Linked DNA regions of Mus musculus: all the other regions are linked to region 1. Evidence: chromatin contacts called from public HiChIP or PLAC-seq data. All regions are on one chromosome and are shown on one strand. The core of a region is the stretch at or near the end of the contact, and the rest is flanking DNA. Distances in the headings are between cores, read along the strand shown.

Region 1 (3,478 bases), core at 644-3,143:
GAGCAGGTGAGAAACTGTGCCCAGGGTGATCAAGACTTGTGTGTGTCGCCATGGGAGGAGTCTGTCCCCCTGGGTGATGTCCTCCCACTGAACTCTGGGGCTCAGGTGCAGCTTGAGGAAAACCTGGGAAGGGGAACCCAGGAGACTCCATTATCAGAGCTTCCGATGGGAAGAGTACCAGGGAGACACAGCTAGAGAAAGTGGCTAAGAAGAAGTTAAAGGCCACACGGTGCAGCCTGGACAACCATCTCTGGCTTCCACTGACAGCAACTTTGTGGAGCTCCGCACTGCGCCTGGCACACAAGGAAGGGACACCTGCACAGACACCCTGGCTCCGATGCCATCAGCTAAGCCACTGATTCCTTGGAACTCACGGCTTTCTCCCCCACACCCAGCCACTTCCTCCTGGACCTAAGGTCTCCTTCTACTCTTGCCTGTGACCCAAGATTCTCTAGGTCAGAGGGCAGCAAATGGAACCCATAGGCCCAAGCCGCACCGCCTCTTCTGCAGGCCAGGGTTTGCTGGGACATGGCCAGCTATGCGTCTGGCGGTTTGCTCTGTGACCCGAAATGGCCACCAGGTCAACCTGGACCTGCTAGGGGACACCTCAAGGTCATTCCTCAATATCACTCCTCAGCTTCACCTTCTCTGCAGCTCCCCAGAGTCCCAAACGGTATTTCCTAAGTTGGATACTGCCAGCTCCACTCTCTGAATTAAGACATCCCTAAGGTCAGAGCTCTTCTCCTAACTCAGTTCGGGGGCTTCTTTGCTTTTTGAGACTGAGTTTCACTCTGTAGACTAGGCTGCCCTAGAACTTGCCAGCCTCTGACTCCTGAGTGCTGGGGTTAAAAGCATGCACCACCATGCCTGTTTGTATTTTAAACTTATTTTTATCATCATCATCACTAAAAACTGGGAAATCCATTAAGGCATCTCTACAAACATGATTTCAAAAAAAAAAAAGTATTGTTCCATGCTAAGTGTATGAAACTGGTAGAATCCAGTCCACTCTGTCTTTGCGAAGAGCAGAATTCAAGCCAGGAGAGGTGGCACAGGCCCGTTACTCCAGTACTCAGGAGTCAGAGGAAGGAGGAGGAGGAGATCAAAGACCACAATTCAATCAAGAAAAGCCAAGATGCTAACAATGTCATGGAAAGACAGAGCACCCGGAGCCTAGCAACACACTGGAACTGCCAAGGACGTGGGGGAGGGGCTGAACGGCTGAGCACAGAGGGGGAGGGGCTGCTCTCTTCACCTGCAGTCTCCAATCATTACAATCTGAGTCTGTGAGGTTATCTCCTCCCTACCACTAGCCCCCTCCACTCCTGCGGACCATTCCTGTCTTCCTTCAGACAGTGGCAGTCCTCTGTGCACCCACTGTACACAAGAAAAGCCGTAGCTTTCAGTTTTCAGCCACAGTAAATCAAGGAGCAAAAAAGATCCTGGAGCTAAGAGAGAACGTCAAATTGGCCAAGGAAGCCATGGCTCTGAATTCTGGGAAAAAGTTCAGAAGAATGTAGGAAAAGACACCCAAGGCTCCCAGGACGGGAGAGGGAGGCTCAAATTCCACAGCACCTAGTACTGGACCCCAGAGAAGGCTCAACATAGAAGTTCTATTCATCACTAAAGGCTTTGAGGGTCTTCATCAATCAAATATGCCCTGAGGACCTCGGAGACCTGAGCGGATCACCCTGTGTCCCCGTGAAGGGTGCACTCATTAAACATGACACACGTGGGTGACCAATACAAGGAGGCACCTGTGTAACACCTCGCCTAGCCACACCTCCACCCAAATCCATCCAAGGTACGCCAAAAAATCCCAAACCTTTGACTTCCCCCAACATGACCAAGTGAAATACAAAACCCCATGTGGCCACCAGGGGGCGACATACCAGAGCTTTGATTGGAGCCTAAGAGCATAGAGGAGGGCGTCTCTCTGGAGCCGGAAAGATCCAGGGTCTAGAAATATAAACAAAAAGATGAAACCATAGAACCCCAGGGAATCACAGGATGGCTCACCACTCCTCCCACCCTTAGAGGTCTCTACCTGGTGATCAGACCAGAGCCAGGGCAGGTGGACGGCCACACACTGTATACCAGATCCGAAAGGCCAGAACAAAGCATTGGAATGGTCCCCCACTCATCCCTGTCGCCTTGGCTTCCCCTACATCCACTACATCCCCAGACCTACCCAGTACCCTGCTTTGCAAAGAAGGTATATACTGCTCAAAAATCTCTTTTTACTTCATGTTAAGTCTCTTCCGAGGCAATAGTATTTTACCGACCATCTAATGATTTGGGCTCTTGAGATACACAGCTACAAGTGCAGGCAAAGAGCAGTAACCATGACCCTTAAAATGGCCCAGGCATTCAACTGTTATCACATACCCCACAGGAAGCAAGCAGCTGCTCGAGCCCTATGGTCCATCGAAACAGCACTGGCCACACGTGGCCACTTCAATCCCAAGTTACTTTAAAATAAGCAGGTCCTTGGTCACATCAGCCACACTTCTAGTCAGTGACGTGTGGCTGGTGGCTTCCAGGGCCCCAGAAGAGACATTGTTTTACCTCCGCAGGGGGGCGCCCTTCTGAACTTTGAGGAACCCCACAGAACAACTGAAGGTCCCACATACACACCAGCCCGGCTCTCCGTGTTCTCGCATGGGGGGCACACTGGCCATAAAGAACCATTCCCCACCCAGATAAACCGGAACAGTGAAGGGCATCCAGTGGTGGCAGATACAGGAAAGGGTCCTTGGTACAAGGCGACTGTCAGCTTGGGGATTCTCACCGAGTTACTACTGTCCTTGCTCTTCTCCGCTGGCGCCTCTTTCTCTTTGGGGGCGCTGGCCGGTTCTGAAGGTGCTGACTGTGTGTTGGAGGAGTTGCCCTGCGATGACTTATTTCCTGTTTCTGTGCTTGCCTCGGCATCTGCTTCCTGCTGAGGGGCAGTCGCTGGGGACCAAAGAGAACGAGAAAGTCATGAGATGCTTCAAGCCGTGTGTGAACATCCAGGAGCCCAGCTTTCAAATGGCTACCCCTCGAGGCCCCCACAGCTCAGTCCCAATTCAACCTCGCCAGGCTCCATCTCTCCCAAACCCACTTAGAGATCTCGCATGGGCCTTCGACTCTGAAACCCAGAGCTCCAAACTTTATTTGCAAATAGACCTTTTCATACTTAGCAATTCAATTTTTACATCATTTTGCTGAGAACATGTTCTCCAATCAAAGGAAACTTGTGGGGAGCCAGGATGTGACCACCGTTCAAGGAAGCCTGCAACCTCCTCCACTAGGCCTAGATCCACCTCAGCCCAGCTGAGGCAGAGTGAGAGACTAGCATCCTTTGAGAGGGGCACAGAGCTTCTGGGTGAAGAAGAGTTAGAGACAGAGACGTCACCATACCACAAAGAAAGTCCAGCTTGTAATGTCAGAGACTAACCACAGCAGGTGTTTCCTGCTAGCATCTAAAAGGAGACAA
Region 2 (3,307 bases), core at 573-3,072, 190 kb after region 1:
AATTCATTACTAATTCTTCTTCTTCTTCTTCTTCTTTTTTTTTTTAAAAAGACAAGGTCTCGGGGCTGGCGAGATGGCTCTGTGGTTAAGAGTGCCGACTGCTCTTCCGAAGGTCCCGAGTTCAAATCCCAGCAACCACATGGTGGCTCACAACCATCCCTAATGAAATCTGATGCCCTCTTCTGGAGTGTCTGAAGACAGCTACAGTGTACTAACATATAATAAATAAATAAATCTTTAAAAAAAAAAAAAAAAAGACAAGGTCTCCTATAGCCCAGATTAGCCTCAACTCACAGCAATCCTCCTCTCTCAGCATCTCAAATTCAGGGACTACAGGCATAAGCCACTATAGCACATTAGTTCTTTCCTTTCCTTTCCCTTCCTTTGTTTTGTGTAAATATGTTTGAAGGCAGCCTGGGTAACAGGAGCCTGCACCACCAACCCCCCCCCCCCAGGGGAAAAAAAGCCCAAGGAAACCCATCCTTTCCTAAGAGGAGCCACCATTTCCTGTGTGGTATGGCTCCTGCAGGACCTGTCTCCTGCGTGTAGAGGTCAGAGGTCGGTGGGTACTCTCCCTCCACTATGTAGGCTCTGGGATGGGACTCAGGCCCTCTCTCTTGGAAGGAAGCCTCACAAGTGTCTCACCGTCTTCTTCGTTCTCTTTGTTGCTTAAAGCTTTATTTTATTGTTTGTTTATGTACACTTGTGTGCACATGTGAGTGTGTGTGCCTGCTCTCTCACAGGCCAGAACCCCTGGAGGTGGAGTTATATATAGATTAGTGTGGGGTGCTGGGAACCTAACCTGTTACATTGCAAGAACAACCAGGGCGATGAGCCACCTCTCCAGCTCCCCTTCATTCTTTTTTTTTTTTTTTTTTAATATTTATTTATTTTATTTTAGTACACTGTAGTTGTCTTCAGACACCCCAGAAGAGGGCATCAGATTTCATTACAGATGGTTGTGAGCCACCATGTGGTCGCTGGGATTTGAACTCAGAACCTCTAGAAGAGCAGTCAGTGCTCTTACTGCTGAGCCATCTCTCCAGCCCCCTTCATCCTTTTTTAATAACTGAAAAATACATTGTGTGAACCAGTCATGGGTGAGCACTGCGGACATCTGGTAGACCTGTGTATATACCTGGAGGTCCAAGTCCCTGGGTTATGTGGCTCTTCCTTCTGTCGTTGTTGTTGAACCTTTTGGGAGCTGCTAGGTGGTTTTCTGAACAGCCTATACTTTCCACAGCATCTTACAATGTCCTGTGTCGTCTGTTGATTCTAGGCATTTGTGCTAACAAGAGATGGTGGCTCAGTGACCTAGATAGGAAAGAAGGAAAGGAAGCATTATCTTAGGATTTCTTTATAATGTGTTTCCTTCCTTCCTTCCTTCCTCCCTTCCTTCCTTTCTTTCTTTTTAAAAATGTGTTTCAAGATAGGATTTTTCTATGGAGCCCTGGGATCGAAGCAGTGAGCACCACTGTCTCAGTTTTTGTGGGGGAGAGGGATGGGAGAGGTAGGGTTTCATGTTGCCCAGATCTCTTCCAGCTAGCTTTGTCCAAGGTGACCTTGAACTCCTAATCCTCCTTCCTCCACCTCCGGAATGCTGAAATGCTCTGTGTGAGCCACCACGACCTGTTTTTGTGGGGCTGAAGGATGGCTGGAATTCAGGGCTGCATGCAAACTAGACTCTAGCAACTGAGGGATGTCCTCAGACTTTTTTTTTCCTCTTTCATTTTCTTTTTGAGACAGTGTTGTCTCTCACTCTGTAGGTCTCACTGGCCCACCTCTGCCTCCCGAGAGCAGGGGAAAGGGTGTTCACAACTGCCATTTTTTTTTTTTTTATCTTACATATGCTAGGCTGCCCAGCATATGTAAGTACTCACTAGAATACCTCATTAGCCTTGAATTCTAGGCTGCCTTCCTGCCTCTGCCTGGTGAGAGCTGGGATTGCTAATTAATGTCACCACACCCTGCTTTGTCTGGGGTTCTGAGACGAGGCATACTGAACTGAACCTTTTGAAGGTTTAGTCCAGGTTCCTTTAGAAAGCCACTCCAGCAGGGTGGAGGTGGCACACACCTTTATCCCAGCACTCAGGAGGCAGACGCAGGTGGATTTCTGAGTTAGAGGCCAGCCTGGTCTACAAAGTGAGTTCCAGGACAGCCAGGGCTATATAGAGAAACCCTGTCTCGAAAAACCAACAACAACAACAACAACAAACAAACAAACAAACAAAAATAACAAAACAAACAAACAAAAAAAAAGAAAGCCACTCTCCGGGCTCTTGTTCACATGTTCACTTTGGAAAGTCTACTTCGACTTCTGATAAGATTTTGGGAGACCGATCTGTCTTGGTTGTCTCTCTGTACCAGCTGCTCAAACTGTGGGTTGAGATCCTTTCTTTGGGAGCTGAATGACCCTTTAGTAGGAAACACAGATATTTACACAAAAGTAGCAAAACTGCAGTTATAAAGTAGCAGTGACAATAATTTAATGGTTGGGGGTCACTATAGCATGCAGAACTGTCTTAAAAGGTCACAGCATTAGGAAGGCTGAGAGCACTGCTCTAAATTCTTGAATTGAAGGACTTCCTCCCAACTGGCAGTGGAACCCAGGGCCTTGGGCAAGCTAGGCAGGGAATGTCCACCAGTGACCTGCACAGAACACCTCAGCTCTTCATAGATGGCTTTTAGGCAAACACCCTAGCAACTGAAAGCTAGCTCTCACCCTACCTTTTCTCAGCCTGCTCAAGCAGGGTTGTAACTTCCTACAGTGTGAGCCCTAGGCCTTCCATCCTGCCTTGAGATTTACATAACCACCCAAGCCCCGCCCCCCAAAGGCCGGGCTCCTCCCTTTCTGGAGCCTGGTTGTTAACTTCACACAAACAGGCTTGGTTCTCCGTTCCATTTTTTGTTTTTTTGTTTTTGGCTTCTGGGGATTTCCCGTACTTTCTCGTGAACTCAGTTATTCATTTGAAAGATCAGTTGTCCTTTACTTAGAATTTCCACTTGTCTGCGTGGGGGCGGAGTGTTCAGTACTGCCTACTCTGGAGTGTTGCTGGAAATGGCCACCTTGGCTTTCAGGACACCGCTTCTTTTGGGGCTCTTCGTTCCACCTGGCATCTCTGGGTGTTCCTTCACATGTAACCCCAGCCTCTCCTGTCTCCTCAGGCCTGCAACTCCTCAGCTTCGAGTCCTTTAATGAACCAGCTGACTCATCTCAAATTGGAAATCAGACAGGTCAACCTGGTTCCTGTTTGGTCAGATATTTTTGGGCCCAGCTCTCTTATAAATCACTGGCCAGCCGGTGCCT
Region 3 (3,333 bases), core at 507-3,006, 230 kb after region 1:
TTTGAGGCAGAGGCTATGCAGATGACTGTGAACTTGAGGCCACTATGGTCTACATAGGCAGTTCCAGGCAGCCAGGGCTACATAGAAAGGTCCTGTCTCAAAAAATGACAACAAAACCCTGCATAGTTTCTCATTATGAGGCTCCAGTTGGCCTGCAGCCCTCCATGTATACCAGCTTGCACGTTGTGTGCACCTTCTTTCATGTCTGCCCTAGCAGTTTTGGGGGGGAAATTCCTTTCCCCACACAGTCATCTCATCAGTCAGTACTCATGGCTTTGCAAACTAATGGTAAATGGGGTGGGGTAGGAAAGAATGAACAAATAGATTATATACAGTAAAAATGGAAAAGTCGATAAGATCTTTGTATTTAGGCTGAAAAACATTAGCTGTTCTGGACACAGCTTTTCAGGAATGCTTTGGTAGCTCTGTGAGAAAATTGTGAAATTGTTCAGTATCTGGTGCTGAGGTTCTGCTGACTGTTGTGATAATAAAATGACTCCTCCCGGCTTTCAGGAAGCACTGCTGGAGGGAGCTGGGAACACAGCGTCATCAGAACACTAAGTGTAGCAAGCCGTGGTGTATGTAGACAGTCATGAGTGCACTCTGTGTCTGGGCTGAAATCTGCTTCCTTTGTGCTTCCTTCTTTAAGTGCATGCTGGAAGATAATGTCTTCCCACTCCAGTGTCCTGCCCCTGTGTGGCCCTTCTTTCTCTCCTTTAATGCAGCATATATCCCAGGGCTAGCATCCTACTGCCTGTTGTCCTGCCTCAGACTTCTCAGCCCTGAGATTACCACTGTGTTACCATTCCTGAACGAAAAACAGTAAAATGGTACTAATTGTATTGAAACATATTTTTCCAAAACAAAATGAATTCTTCCCATTTAGCAAATAAAAGATAGTTTTTGTTTTGTTTGTTTTGTTTTGTTGCCAGACCAGATAAATGGCTGTGAAGCTAATTTGTATTTTCTCTGAAAGAATAATCAGGAAGGTTGATGTAGAGACTTTTTAAAAGAAACTGTGACCCCTTGCTAGGCTGTGGGTGAGGGCGGAGGTTTTCTGCTTTAAAGATCCTTATGCTCTGGGTTGGGCCTTTTGCTGAGGATGAGGCACTTTTGTGGAAGCGTTGCCATGGTGACTGCCTTCCAAGAGCTGCCTCAAGGTCACTCATCACTCTCAGCACTGAGTACTCAGATTTTGTAGATCAAACAGCGTTAATTATTATGTCAACTTACTGGACCATTTCTAGAAAACCTAACCAGTACTTTGAATGTTGAAATTTAACCTGCCAGATTAGGAGGTTAGTGGCAAATCTATAAAGCTATAGATTATAATGCCCGATTTAAAAACAACAACTTAACTTGATTGCATTTAGAACGTCTGCCATACCTCCCTTGGTATTTATTCATTTACAAGTGTAATACAGAGTGCCTTAGTATTTATTCCTCTGGTAAATTGAGCTCTAAGTTGTAGTTTGTTTCATCTGATAATTAGATGATTGTCCCATGTTTTTCCAAAAGCAATTTCAGAGGCTTCTGTATCAGGGCATGTGCTCTTTTTGTCTCATGCTCCTGTTAATTTTTCTTCTCCTCGGTTTCTAAATTGTAATCTTTTCATTATGAACGTCATATGGTTTATAAAGCTGTTTCTTGGGGAAGGAAAACGTGGAGAGAAATGTCCCCTTACGTTGGTCTTTGCTGTGGGTTTTGTTCTGGGCAAGGAGGAATCAGCCTTGTGCTTCCGTTAGTGCTTGAAGGTGACTTTGAGATCAGAGCTGAGTGCTTCCTGTACAAAGGGAACAAATAGTAAATGCCGCTCACACACCTGACTGACTTCGGTTTTTTTTTAAGCTAATTACACTCTAACTGGTAGCTGTGCTTTCGGCATTAGACAGATTCCTTCTCACAGGGAGCTGACTCCTGTACAGTATCTAGTCAGATATTTTACACTGAGCTCTCTCTCGTGAGATCTGTAAATATTCCATGTAATACTCACCAGCTAGTAATTGTCTCCTTTCTCCTATTTCTGAAGCAGTGTGCTCTTAGACGATTATTTTGCTAATGGAAAAGCAGAGATGATTTAAATCCATGTCAGCTGTTAGGGCAGTGAGAGGGCTCAGTGGGTCAAGGAGCTTGCTGCCAAGCATGACTACCTGAGTTTGATCCCCATGACCTACATGACTCTTATGGGTTTGTCCTGGCCTCCATATGCATGCCTTCTAAATACATGAATAAATGAATGAATGAGTGAATGAATGAATGAAATTAAACCAAACCAAAACAATTGTGGTATGGCGTGATATGATCTACAAGAGAGGCTATTGGACATACCCTGATCCTTCTTGGTTTGGGAACCTGCTCAAGTAACTGCACTTCATTTCCCTATGAAGAATGCTGGTCCCCATGCCCACTGTGACTTTGCAGAGTCACTGGTTTGTATAGTAAAATTGGATTATCTTTGCTAAAGTCAATTTTAGTGGTGCACACTCAGAAAGTGGAGGCAGGCAATCTTTGTGTAATAGTAAGCTTACTTTGAGGCAAGTCTAGTATAGATGAAACCCTGCCATAAAACAATAAAAAAATTTAAAAAATACAGTTATACATTCCACAGCGCATTTGTGTATGTGTGTCTATCAATCAGGGTGGCCTTGAACTCATTATGTAGCTCAGGCCAGCCCCAAACTCAGGACAGTCATGGCTTAACTTCACAGAGAACAGTTATTACAGCCATGTTCCCATGCCTGGCTTTCTTACCTATATCCATGCATTGCATTTTAAAAAACTGCATTAGATCATTGTGTGATTATTCTCAGCATCTTTCCCAAAGGTTTCTATTTGTGTTTTGCATGTCTATATGTGCATCATGTGCATTGAGTGCCCTCAGAATCCAGTAGAGGATGTTAGGTCTCTGGCACTAGAGTTACAGATGGTTGAGGCACCTGTGCTGCTAGGAATCTTAGTCCTCCAAAGAGTGCCAGTGCTCTAAACTGCTGAGCCATCCCTCCAGCCCTTAACTAACTCACTCCTTCCTCCTAACTAACCAGTGAACTAACTTCCTTTCTTCCTAACTTTTAAGAAAAAATATAAAATTAATTTTTTTTTCGAGACAGGGTTTCTCTGTATAGCCCTGGCAGTCCTGGAACTCACTTTGTGGACCAGGCTGGCCTTGAACTCAGAAATCCACCTGCCTCTGCCTCCTGAGTGCTGGGATCAAAGGCGTGCACCACCACCGCCCGGCAAAATTAAATTTTTTATTCATCCTTTATTATGTATATGTCCATAGGGTATATGTGGAGGTCAGAGGATAACTTTTACAGTTGGTTCTGTTTCCATAAT

The links. HiChIP or PLAC-seq counts read pairs in DNA pulled down with a chosen protein or histone mark.
Region 2: a contact with region 1 is called in an H3K27ac HiChIP or PLAC-seq map of thymic regulatory T cells, with 3 times the contacts expected there. The contact joins the promoter of Platr29 here to the enhancer-like site in region 1. A contact is called at or near these places in 4 of 39 promoter capture datasets (the 3T3-L1 cell line, the C10 cell line, hippocampal neurons and 1 more), 1 of 15 datasets of contacts at CTCF or cohesin (embryonic stem cells), 8 of 484 Hi-C or Micro-C datasets (beige adipocytes, embryonic stem cells, nephron progenitors and 2 more), 22 of 115 datasets of contacts at active chromatin or transcription factors (the HPC-7 cell line, astrocytes, bone marrow-derived macrophages and 13 more) and 2 of 9 other capture datasets (adipose tissue and liver).
Region 3: a contact with region 1 is called in an H3K27ac HiChIP or PLAC-seq map of embryonic stem cells, with 5 times the contacts expected there. The contact joins two enhancer-like sites. A contact is called at or near these places in 4 of 484 Hi-C or Micro-C datasets (CD8 T cells, nephron progenitors and ventral hippocampal neurons), 16 of 115 datasets of contacts at active chromatin or transcription factors (the HPC-7 cell line, differentiating embryonic stem cells, effector CD8 T cells and 10 more) and 1 of 9 other capture datasets (embryonic stem cells).

What each region holds. Positions count from the first base shown.
Region 1 is chr2:165,790,013-165,793,490 of GRCm38.p6, forward strand. Zmynd8 (zinc finger, MYND-type containing 8) reads right to left here. Exons shown (of 23, transcript NM_001363020.1): 20 at 2,792-2,955; 21 at 1,893-1,959. Among named protein-coding and RNA genes, the nearest start is that of Gm29993, 60 kb to the left of the region's middle. Within about 2 kb of position 1,894, at least 87 of the 459 cell types and tissues checked have an H3K27ac peak or open chromatin away from gene starts, as enhancers often do. A contact at or near this core is called in CD8 T cells, the HPC-7 cell line, bone marrow-derived macrophages and 9 more, where this site is marked.
Region 2 is chr2:165,979,834-165,983,140 of GRCm38.p6, forward strand. It overlaps Platr29 (a long non-coding RNA gene), which reads right to left and starts at 1,823. Exons shown (of 3, transcript XR_001783549.1): 1 at 1,139-1,823.
Region 3 is chr2:166,020,710-166,024,042 of GRCm38.p6, forward strand. All of the region lies in intron 1 of Ncoa3 (nuclear receptor coactivator 3), which reads left to right. Among named protein-coding and RNA genes, the nearest start is that of Ncoa3, 30 kb to the left of the region's middle. RefSeq lists an enhancer at 1-2,753. Within about 2 kb of position 1,757, at least 145 of the 459 cell types and tissues checked have an H3K27ac peak or open chromatin away from gene starts, as enhancers often do. A contact at or near this core is called in CD8 T cells, the HPC-7 cell line, embryonic stem cells and 3 more, where this site is marked.